2 separate regions of the Anser cygnoides genome follow, and region 2 is linked to region 1. The links are chromatin contacts, called in public Hi-C maps. All regions are on one chromosome and are shown on one strand. The core of a region is the stretch at or near the end of the contact, and the rest is flanking DNA. Distances in the headings are between cores, read along the strand shown. Region 1 holds the start of STX16 (syntaxin 16). Region 2 holds the start of RAE1 (ribonucleic acid export 1).

Region 1 (6,108 bases), core at 3,061-5,560:
ACTTCTATCATAAAAGTTACAGCATTGGCAATACAACTGACAACACAAACAAACTCCTACATGAGAAAAACTCAGGGCTGGATTTGCCATACAACTTACTTCGTCTGCTCCATCCACCCATTTGGGAGGTAAGCGTTTTGTTACTCCAATTGCTGCCTCAGGATCTAGACTTATTCCTGATACCAGTGCCATACGATCATCAGCAAGCTACAAAAGATACAAGAAATATCCTTAAAAAGAGACAGCAAATCAACTTTACTCACACTAGATGCAAATCCTTGACCAAAAAAACAGGTACTTGTATGCCTTCCCTTCCAATTAAAACCTCAAAAATGTTTGCACATGATGCAAGTATAATCACGATCCACTTTTTCTAACGAGCTCTCCCACATACTAATGATCTATATTCTCCCACTTCCTACAGGATATGAAAGTTAGGGTAAATTCTTAACAGATTTTCAAGGAGAAGAGATGTTATTGCAGTGAGAATTCGAGTAATTCTTGCACTGGTACATTCATTTTTGGAAGTGATTCACAGCCAACAGAACCCTACCAATGGTTTACCATGGTTCATACTTAGCCAGATAGGTCTGACAATCTCATTTTGGAAAATTTCCAAATAAAGATGTTTTGTATGTACAAGAATAAACTTGCAGGAAAACGGGTGGAATAATTCTCAAAAAAAATGCCAGGGATTGTCAGAGAGTAAAATAAAACAAAGTGCCAGCCAGCTTTCACACCGCTTTCCACAGATTCACAGCAGTGTTGGGGACAGGAAAAAGATGAAAAAAAAAAGAGTAAAAGAAACGTAAAATCACAATTAATAGTAGCCTGAATTTTGAGTAACTCCAGTGCCACAACATTTAGTGCTGGGGCCTCATATGTTCAGTCATCTTCCTCCTCTGAGGGGAAGGCAGGAAAATGGATGGAATTGGAAGATGGTATAGATTTTTTTTTTCAGGTTTTCAGTTGAACCAAGCTTTGTAATTCCAGAGATTAGATATCTTCCTTTACTGGAGACAGAAGAAGGTGTTATCATAAATGACACTGCTTAAAACCTACCTAATTACTTCACTGTTTGTTCTCAGGGAAAGATTTCACACAAAAGCTCTCTTCCTAGTTCTCTCAGATTTCTACTTTTCCTGTATCAGACTTGAAATCTCTGCAGTCCCCCACCCCTTTTAAAAACCAATACTTATTCCTTCCTTAACAATTCTCTCCTGAAAGCCTGTTGGTTTTTTTTATCCCTGACATTGTTTCCTGAGCAAAGTTTATATAATTTATGCATAGCATAAAATATTGTCAATAGTTTCACTGTACCGTGTCCCATATGCATACAGTAAGTCAGACTAGTTTATACATATATACATATAAATACTATAACATTATTTCACAAAATGCTCGTCTTCTCCATGCAGGCTCGTCCTTCTACTGTATATGAGGATGCCCCATCCTATATAAAGGGATTTAATAAACTTGCAGAATAAGGAAAGGGTCATTTTAGCTCAGTTATGTATGCTTGATGCACCGTGACAAAATAAAATGTGAAAAACAATACCTCATCCAACTCCTGAAGCAATTTGTGGATCCCATCAGCCCCATCCAGTTAGAGACAGCAAAAAAAAATAAAAGAAAAAAAAAAGAGACATAGGACAGATATAGTATTTTCTCAATTGACCATATCCTAGGCTTTTTATTTATTAAACATGATTGTTTACAAAAAAACAAAACAAATTGACTTAAAACACTATTCAATAGAAGTTCAGTATCATGATATATTTGAGTAAGCATTTTGCTTGATGTACAAACTTTTTTTTTTTTTGTATTTCAGCTGCTTGATTAACAGAGAGATCAGGTTAAGAACCCGTTTGATTTCCATACTAGCTGCACAGTGAAGTTTCTAGTTACTAAAATTTCAAATTGAAAAGCAGCAATATATTGAAGCATGACAGCAAGGGTAATTTGACTGTAGTATTTAACATCCACTGGTGATTTAGGTTTGACTCTGATTGGAGGATCCACATACAGAATTCAGTAGGACATTTATTGGTAAGCATCCCAGTCATCACAGGTTAAAACAGACAGCAAATGACGAAAAGCGAAAGCAAACACAGTTCCTGCTCACTTATGTATAAACTTCAATTATGCTCTAGTTTCAGATACCCTTAGTTTTATGTGCACCCCCAAACCCCCCAAAAATTAGCATCTGCAATGTATCTGCACCTTTGTAACTCATCACTCCTTGTAGCGTAGGGGGTATGTGTGAGCACTGAGATCTATAACAAGGACAACGTATTTGTGGTTTAACAAAGCAGAAGGCTTCCATCAATGACCTCTTTTATCCTATACCAAGATCTTGAAATACTACCATATTGTCTAGAATGCTATTTTGATTATCTGAGTTTAAGGGGTGGTTGACAGTCAGCACGAGAACACATCTTCCAGGGCAGAAAGCAGGTTTTGACATACAGCTCTCATAACACAGGACTTTTCAGGAGAAGCCTAGAGAATGAATGAAGCTAAATCAAAGCACTATGAGCTAGAATTAGCAACACTGCCCTGTATACAGGGGCTCTGCTCTGGGAATACCACCCAAAAGAAAAAGTAACCAGCTAATAGTGATAAACACCTTGGAAACACGAAGGTGAAGAGCTCACAGCACCACCTGTACACTTCTTGCCATGCTTGTAACAGGGAGCTGCTACAGAACTCTGTCCACCAGATCACGGCTGAGCCACTGACTCATCTGCTTGACAAGGCCCTAACAATTTCCAAACACTTCACTTTGGTTATATTTGAATCAGCATCCTAGAAAATGCTTCAGTTCGTATCAACAAAGACTGTAAACAAACATCTTATGCAAGTGCTCAGTGTTATTGCACTTGCTGTTGAGTAAAAGTAGTTTCGCTGCTCGGTAGCCTGTAGGAAAGTTCAAGGATCAAAAAATTTCAAGGATCAAAAAAATGATATTGGCAAGAAAAATTACTGAGAACCAAATGCAATGCCTAATGAAGCACGCATAATACATATCACTACTGATATTTCCGGATCTATAAATGCAATTTGATGCACAGCTTGTATAGATACAGATGTAACGAAATTAAAAATGAACAAAAGACTGTTCAGTGGCAACTCATCAGCTGAAATAAGTTTTGCAGCATGAAGCACTGCTTTTCCTAAAAAAAAAAAAAAAACAAAAAAAAAACACAAAAAGCTTTAATGGGAAGATGGGAGTGCGTAAAGATATTTACTGGAGGCTATTACAAATGGTAAGTTTGAAGAATCAGCTTTAAAAACTGGTAAAGCTGAGCTGCCAGGCTGTTTCATTACTGCAATCAACAGTTTTCAAACACCCTTCAAATTGCTCTAAGGAAACTGCTTGTTTATAAACACCTTTTTGTACCTACTTCGGGAAGAATTATTTCAAAAATTCTGAACCTTTCAAAGCAACCTTTAAGATTGCCATCCCAGTGTGACGAGCTCAAAACTTAGACAAAGCCACACACAGTGCCACAGAACAAATAGCTTTTCGAAGTTTCCGTTAAGAGGGATCACACTAGAACCTCCTGACGTCCCCCTGCTGCAGATGAGATGACTTTGGGTATTACTCGCATTTGGGGAAACAACAGACATCGGAACAAACTATGGAAAAAGTCAAGCAACAACAGGGATAATCTACAGTACTGTATTTAACGGTGCCCACACTGCAGCGGATAGAAGAGCTCTGCTCTGTGAAACAAATTATTATTTTTTTTTCCACTGGGGAGACAGCAGAAAAAAAATAAGCAATGGACAAAAACCTCATGTCAACACCGCCATGAAGTTATCTGAATTAAACAGAGGCGCGGCGAGCCCAGAGCCAGGCCTCTTCTATTCGCTTTTTGGGAAAGGGGAGCACGGGGGGACGGGGGGGACAGGGGAGGGGAGCAGCACCGGGGGCTCGGTGGGGTCTGGGGAGCGGGCACCCGGCTCGGCTCAGCACGGTACGGTAGGATGAAGGGAGGAGACTCACCGCAGCAGCCATGCTACGTGAACTCAGAGGGCTGGAGGAGCCGTAACTACTCACTTGCTCGGCCAGCAGCTGCCGGCTCTGCACCGCCTTGTTCCGCAACAACAAGAACGCGTCCGTTAGGCGCCGGGTGGCCATGGCCTCCCGAGCCGGCGCCCCCACCCCCCCAGCCCCGGGGCCGCTCAGCGCCTCAACGCCGGGCCCTCGGCCCCAGCCCCGCCCGGGGCCCGCTCAGAGGGCCCGGGGAAAGGCCCCCGGCACCGGGCGCCCCCGGCCGCCGGCCGCGGCCATGCCCCCGGATCCGCCGGCAGCGGCCCGGCCCGCTTCCGCGTTGTGCAGCGCCCGCCGCCGTCCGCCCCGCTCCGCCCGGGCCCGCAGGCCGCAGCACTAGCGTTCCGGCTCCCTGCCGGCCCCCCCCGCCGCCCTCTTAGGGCAGGAGGAGCAGAAAGCCCCTCGATCAGCCCAAACAGCTGGGAAATAACCCCTCTCACAGGGCTGACGCAACCCCAAAACCCTATGGGTCCTGGCCTTGGCGGTGGTGGTGAGGGGTGTTAGTGCCTTGTGGCGGTCGCTGTCTCAAAGGGCAGCATCCGTCTTTACGCACCCATCACCAGGCTCCCTTGGTGATGGCACAAAATGTCTTAGCATAAAAAAGACCTAACATTTCCAGAGAGTTTCCAGTTAACTCTGTACATTTACAGAGTTATCTCACTGCTTGATGCATCTCTAACAGAAACAATTTTGGTTCAAAGCATACTATTGTAGCATGACCTTTTTGATTTGCTTCTCTTCCCTCACTTTTTTCCTCTGAGTCCCCAACATTACCACAAATTTGCTTTGCTTTCAGTGAATTCTGTATTCCCCAAAACAAACAAGCGAACAAACAAACAAACAAAAAACTCACACAGGTCTTTATGTCAGCTCAGACAATTGAAAACTCCGGACATTCTCCCAAAATAAACATGCCATTTAAAATGACAGCACTGGGTTTGACTTTCCAAAAGAGGCTTTTTAATAAGGCTGTGGCTGAAATTATTATCTTTTTCTCTGCTTTTTGACACCTCAGTACCGGACAGCCTGGCAGCTGTTCACCCCTGAGACAAGCTCCCGCTGCTGCCGGCGCCAGGCCTGTGCTGATGGCTGCCCGGCCTCTGTGGACATCGCATCAGCTGTTCCCTGGGGCTGTCAGGGCAGCTGCTGCATGCTGGTCACCAGGAGCATCTCCAGCTTAAATTCTCACCAGAAAAATCAAAAATTAGTATTTACACATATGGAAGGAACAGTGAGTGTAATCACAACCACATTTTCTGGAAACATTACCCCATTTTATCTAACCGCTTGGACAGATTTGTACAATGAGAAATAGAAAGAAGTATCCCTTTGCTGTTGCAAGACATTTTGGGCATTTATTTGAGCAGCCCTTCTGCCTCAGTGGGAGAGACAAAAACTTGGAATTTAGCAAGGAAATAAACTCCAGCCTTACAAGGATCAACACATGCATTTCATTTTTCGTGGTCTGGTGAAATGTGTTTTCACTTTGGCTGCCTTACAGAGACTTTAAAAATATATGTATATACTTCATTTCTTCATGCTAATTTTTAATCTACTGTAACAATTTTTTATTCTATGAGAACAGTTTCAGCTAATGATCCTCCAGCCTTCTCTTGGCACCGCTACTGTGGCTATAAGCTGAGTGGAATTTTGCATGCAGCCAGAGGTCTTCCAGCAATCTTTTGGTTCTGGATGCCTACACAGAGAAAACTGGTTGGAATATCTCATTTAGCAACTGTGTGCCCAATGGGAAGCCTTACGCCCCTAATGTGCTGGAAGTTGGTGCACACTGGCCATTTGCGTCTTTTACTTCCTGATTTTTGACAGCTTAAAAGGTTTTGAATGTTGGGAAGGCTGGGAACTGAAGCAAAGGGTGTAAAAAGTGTTTGGGACCAGTACACAAAGGGATAAAACTCTGTAAGGAAGGAGTCCAGACCTAACTCAGTGAATAACCACTTCAAAGTGGATATTAGGAATAAGCAAAGGGACTAGAAGGAATGGAAAAAAAGATTAATCAAAGAAAACTACATCTTAGAAGTTAGGAAGTG
Region 2 (6,080 bases), core at 1,496-3,995, 690 kb after region 1:
TTTTGGCAGTTTTATCACAGGAAGCAGTAAATACTTTACTTCCATCCTGAAAAACAAGAAACAGCCCAAGAGATTAAATATATCTGCATCATGCAATACCTACCAGAAAATTTTCAGGTCTTATTCTAATACAATAACATTAACGTGACATACACAGGGATTGCAAGACGAAAGAAACATAATGGAAATTTCTTTACAATACTTCAGAACAGTTCAAAACAAACTTCAGAACAGGTATTTCTTCATGCTTACCCATTACTGTTTCCTTATACCTATAGAGCAGTAACAAAGATAAGGTAAAATGCAAAAATAATGCAAAAATATTCAGTATGTAGTTAGACAGCTTTTTGGGAAGAGATGGTTGCTTTTGTTACTGCTTTTTTTTTTTTTCCTCCTTGTACTTTGAAACATTATGTAAACAGTCCTGATAAAACCTTTAACCATTTTGCTGGTCAAGTCATGACTAGCCAATTTCAGACTGTGTACTTTTGCTGTGAATATACTTCTGCAGAATTCCACGGGCATGGTAAAATCTTATAAGAAACACATCCTATATTGTGAAAAATACACACTCAATGAAAATTCAGCTTAAAATACAGTTTCAGATTTAAGGTTCTTCATTCAAGGCCTTTTCTAAATTTTGTTTTAAACCAAACAAGCAAACTGTGCTAGCTATTACCTAGCTTTAAATAAGTCCTTTTACACTTTTACCCATCTCATCTGCCCACATCAATCTATTCTATTACAACACGCTTAGCACACATTTACAGTCATATAGGTCTATACAGTAACCAGAGGATTTATCACACGTGGCACTTGCGTCTCTGGAAACCACATGCCAACTTATTTAGGTTTATAGTTAACACTAATTGTTTATTTTTAAATAGGGACATACATCGCTCCAGCAGCCATCTAGTACAGGCCCTGTGTGCATCTGCTGAGCCTTTGGAATTGTCTGTCCATTATCCTGAACCTCCCAGCAGCGAACCTGGAACAGAAGACACAGATATAGATGTAACATATTAGTATTATCAACTTCTCATTTTAAAGATTCCAGCCTTAGTTTATTATATGATTACAAACACTAAACTCTTCTTTGAACCAACTGAAACCTTGTTTCCGCTATGTTCCCTTCACCTAAACAACCATCCACACTCAGCCCCACAATTCCACCTCCAAAGCGCCTTATGTGTGCCTCACGTAACACCTCGCAGTGCTCTCCTGGGGAACCCTTAACTGTCAGCTGCAAGCTGATGATTGCAGGGCACCAGCCAACAGACCAAACAGAACAGTTAAAAGCTGCACTCAATTTTTGTTTTCCCCTCCCTGACTGTGTCAGTTGGGATCAAACACTTGGATCCAAACAGAAATTTCAGCAAAGCTATAGGAGCTTAAATTTTTTTTTTTTTTGAGACTATCCTGTCAAACCAGCTAAGATTTACCACTGCATGCATCGTTCTTCCGCTGGGCAAATTATAACTATGTCAGTCTAATTCTATAAGAAAATGAAGCTGAAAAAGAAAACTCAGAAAAAAGCAAACAACAAAGTAATAAAAACCTAACAGGAATAACATTAATTACATATTCTGAGCAGAACTTTAAAACCATAGGCAGAGGAACGACTTATATCACAACGCAGTGTCTCAGATAAAGCTGCTGTGTCAAGATTTCTAGTGCCTAGGCATTCAGAAACAAGTCTGCAACTACAGAGAAAGATCTTCAGTTGCCCTAGCCTAAGTCTTTAGGACATTTTGCACTTTAGGCACTAATGCTTTTACTTTATTCATCTGTAGGCCTCACTGCGAGTACTTACATCGTTTGCCCACGATCCTGCTATTAGGAAGTTACCCGGCAGTGTCGGTGGACTAAACGCTAAACAAGATATGCTGTCATCAGGTGGAGACGTTACTTCAATATCCTGTAAAGGGCAGGCGACAAAATAAAATTAGCCATACTTGAAAACTGTGTCACTGAGCTCCTGTGACTCCTCTGGGATGAGTTAGGTCGCAGTGCTGCGACACACCACGACGCAGCGGTGCTCCCGCAGGGGTTAACACGCGTACCTTCATCGGGTTATGGTTATCCGCAGTGGTACTGCCAAACATGCTGGTACCTCCAGTACCGAACCCTGAGGTTGATCCGAAAAGACTCATCCTTGCTCTGCAAACGAGAAAACGTCCCTCTGAGATCCACAAGGCCCACGGGCACCCCTCGCACTGCGTCCCACCACAGCCAGCACGCGCACAACACCCTTCACCCCAGCCAGGAGGAGGCAGCCAAATATACAAAAACACGGGAAATTCCAAAGCAGAAAAAAAAAAGGCATTTCTGGCTGCAGCCGAGTCCCCGCCACCCCCCCGGCAGGCCCCGGCCGCAGCCCCCCTCCAGCCGCGCCCCGCCGAGCGCCCAGCCCGCAGCCCCCAGCCCGCAGCCCCCCTGCGGGGCCCGGCCTACGCCGCGGCCGGGGGGGCACGCAGGAGGCCCCGCGGGCGGGGCAGCGCCATGTCGCGGCTGTCCCGGCGCCCCGCGGCCGTCCGGGGGCCCCGTTAGAACCGGCCCCAGGCCGTTGCGGGGCCCGGGGCGCAGCCCGCGCTCACCGAGGGGCAGCTCCCCGTGCAGGCCGCGCCGAGCCGCGCAGGCGCCGCGGACAGCGGGGAGGTGGCGGCGCCTGCGCCCAGAGCGGGCCGGGCCCGGGGGCGGGCGGCGGGGCCCCGCCAAGGGGGCTCGGGGCTGAGGGGTGTGGGGGCTCGGTTAGCGCCCCTGCGGGGGGCCGCGGGTCCTGGCCGAGGGGCTTTTGGGTGGGCTCTGACCCCGCGCTGGGCGGTGCTTGGTTTGTGAGGTGTTTTTTTTTGTTTGTTTGTTTGTTTGTTTTTCCTCCCGAAGAGGAGGGATTTAAGGAAGGCAGGCGGGTGAAAGCGGTTCCAGCTCCGCTTAAATACTGCAGGGACGCTAAATGCAGCTAGTGGTACGAGGTGGGGAAACCCGACGCGTTTAAATTCAAGTGGACTTAGGCGGTGGTAGAAGCTTCTGCGAGGGTTGTGGAAACTCGCTCACTGTCATGAAAACAGTCTCATGTAAGGCCAGGTGTAGAATCACAGAATCGTTAAGCTTGGAAAAGACTTCCACGTTCATCTGGTCCAACCATCCCCCTACCACCAATGTCACCCACTGAACCATGTCCCTAAGTGCCACGTCCAACATTTCCCTGAACACCCCCAGGGACGGTGACCCCACCACCTCCCTGAGCAACCCCTTCCAACGCCTGACTGCTCTTTCTGAGAAGAAATGTCTCCTCATTTCCAACCTGAACCTCCCCTGGCACAACTTGAGGCCATTCCTTCTAGTCCTATCGCTAGTTGCCCGTGAGAAGAGGCCAACCCCCAGCTCCCCACAGCTTCTTTTAAAGTTCTCCCCTGAGCCTCCTCTTTTCCAGACTAAACCCCAGTTCCCTCAGCGGCTCCTCACAGGACTTGTGTTCCAGGCCCTCCACCAGCCTCGTAGCCCTTCTCTGGACACGCTTCAGGGCCTCGATGTCCTTCTTGTACTGAGGGGCCCAAAAACAGCACTCGAGGTGCAGCCTCACCCAGACTACTTGTCTGCTAATCTCGCCCTCTTACAGCAACGACTGACACGTTCTTGTTGCTCCTGCTGGTGTATTACTTGTGGATCGAGATAATTTGTGCACCCAGACACTGGATGTTGCTAGTAGGCAGTAACACTGCTACAGTGCAGAAAATAAAAAGGAATTCGAGTTCCTTTTGAATTGGATACTGGTGGAGCAGTAGTAAAATATAAAGTCTACTGAAAATATTATTCGGTGACGATGTGGATCAGTTTTAGAAATATTTTCTATGTACTCAATTTGGTTTCTTCATGTAAAATATATTATACGCTTTAATCACTGCAGTTTCCGGCTTCTTTTTACTGTTTTAGGGTCAACTTAAAAAAAAAAAAAAAGACGAACATGATTTTGTTATGATGTGCATCATTAACAGGATTGTTTATTAAATTCTTAATCAGTAACATCTGCTTGCTTACTTGTTCATTGAAAACAAATAGCAGTTTGGTTGCTGGAACATTTATAGCTGCTTGAGATATGCTGTAATGAAGAACTATCTCTGACTTTTAGGTCTGAGTTTACAGTGAACACAAAATACCACAGTGCTGTACTTAAAATTATTTCCAGAAGGAGACATTTACAAAAAATTGTTAACAAAGCCTTTTACTCTTCAAAAATTAAAAGGACTGTACAGCATTAATTTCTGCTTTAACAGAAGGCAAAATAATTCCTTGGTACAATTTTAACAAGCAGGTATAACTTAATATTCTCTAGCTAGGAAGAACGTACTTCAGTATCCTGTTATGTATGTACCACTGCATTTGAAATCATTAGTGCAGAAGGCACAGAGTGGAACAAACAATATTCTGTAAAAGAGTTGTAATTTCTTTTATAGTTTGAAAGAGAAAGAATAGGTAAGCATAATCTAGCATAATCTATCTGTAGTGATAAACTGAACAAGAAGTGGTCAAGAAAGTATTATCAAGAAAAACAGTTAATTGGCAAACAAGCATTCATAACCATCCACCAAATTGCAATTTGTTTGGTAAATAGACTCTGGAAAGGTAATCTGATGAAAGAGAAGTTAAAGCTTGAATTTCAGCCTTCATTTTAGATGCTGCCATAATTTCCAGCTAAAAAAAGAACAAAATTTGTGATGCTGTAACCACCTCATCTTATTATTTAAATAAGAATTACACTTGTTGGATGTGCATATAGAGCTGTAAAGTTAGTATTACTGTAAATGGTGCTGCAAAATCCCTGTCACTGAGCTGAGATTATTTATGTTCATGTGTGTACCTCACAGTAACACAAATAACTTATAAGGTGAGTATAAACAGCAAGGAGAAGGTACACAATACCTTTTCTTCCTTTCTAACCATTTCACACAATAGATGATTTAAAAGTTACAGGCAAGATCAGAGGACAAGTACAGAATAAGAAACTGTTTTGTGTTCCCCTATTTCTAAGTATGTAATATATTCTACAATATTTAGGAAAACAGTAAAATCCCATGTACAGCTTATGATCATCAGATGACTAATAGCAGGAAGGCTAAAAAAGCTGCCAGTCCTGGCCTGTGAACCATTGAGCCCCAGTGATTCAGAGAGACAGTGAACATGAACTTATCAATCTTGCTGACTTTTAGTGCTGCAAAACCTTTCTGCTATACTAAGAGTTTATAAAAATAAAGAGAAACAGGATTGCAGATGACAGGATTTGTTTTGTGGGGAGTAAGAAACAAGAAACATTAGGTTTATACATGCCTCTTTCTTCCACATTGGCTGACAAGCAATGTAAGGTCTCTTTTGTATACTTGCTAACTTATTTTGATCTTGCTTTGTAAGTGGAATCAGGACATCTTTGCATATATTTAATCTGAAAAGTAAATAAAGTTGTTAAATTTTCTTATGTATTTCAGAAATACTGATTCCAACTTACTTCTTTATAATAAGCCAAAAATAATGTATGAAAACAATAATGGATGTCAGTTGTTTGTTTGTGCATTAAGTCAGATTGTATTTACTATCTATGAAATAGAAGAAGAATACTTCTGTTTCTTTTGGATAATAACTAACCTCTTCAGATCAGATGGAAGGAGACCAAGCCACTTTACGGATGGAACAGTGAGATGATGGGCCTCAAAAGACATTGACTGAAATAAGAAGAATCAACTACAACATTCAGTGACTTTTAGTTTAAATCATTTGAAATATATGCCTTCCTAGATAACAGATTTTATTACAGAGGTGGTTAGTGTTGTATTATTATTATTATTATTATTATTATTATTATTATTATCAGAATGCTACATGAGAAAATGGTGCAACTAGAGTTTACCATATCCCTTTACTGAAAACAGATTCTCCTTTAAGGCTTGCATTCTTCAGCCACAAGAGATTCTAGTCTGAATAGGTTTTGATTTTTGTTTGTTTGTTTTTCACAGTCAGTATGAGTCTCACAAACAAAACTGAAGCCAGGAGAAGCAATGACAATTACAACTGGAAATTTCTGATATTTT

What was found. A called contact is a pair of places that touch in the nucleus more often than the background predicts.
Region 2: a Hi-C map of liver shows a contact between it and region 1, with 5 times the contacts expected there. The contact joins the promoter of RAE1 here to the promoter of STX16 in region 1. A contact is called at or near these places in 2 of 7 Hi-C or Micro-C datasets (both in liver).

Annotation. Positions count from the first base shown.
Region 1 is chr16:5,394,224-5,400,331 of Taihu_goose_T2T_genome, forward strand. It overlaps STX16 (syntaxin 16), which reads right to left and starts at 4,311. Exons shown (of 10, transcript XR_010825233.1): 1 at 4,013-4,311; 2 at 1,559-1,570; 3 at 100-207.
Region 2 is chr16:6,083,851-6,089,930 of Taihu_goose_T2T_genome, forward strand. RAE1 (ribonucleic acid export 1) reads right to left here and starts at 2,746. Exons shown (of 13, transcript XM_066978366.1): 1 at 2,598-2,746; 2 at 2,064-2,160; 3 at 1,814-1,918; 4 at 896-988; 5 at 1-46. The coding sequence starts at 2,153. It overlaps SPO11 (SPO11 initiator of meiotic double strand breaks), which reads right to left. Exons shown (of 19, transcript XM_066978361.1): 17 at 5,638-5,714; 18 at 5,326-5,437; 19 at 4,364-4,692. The coding sequence ends at 4,573.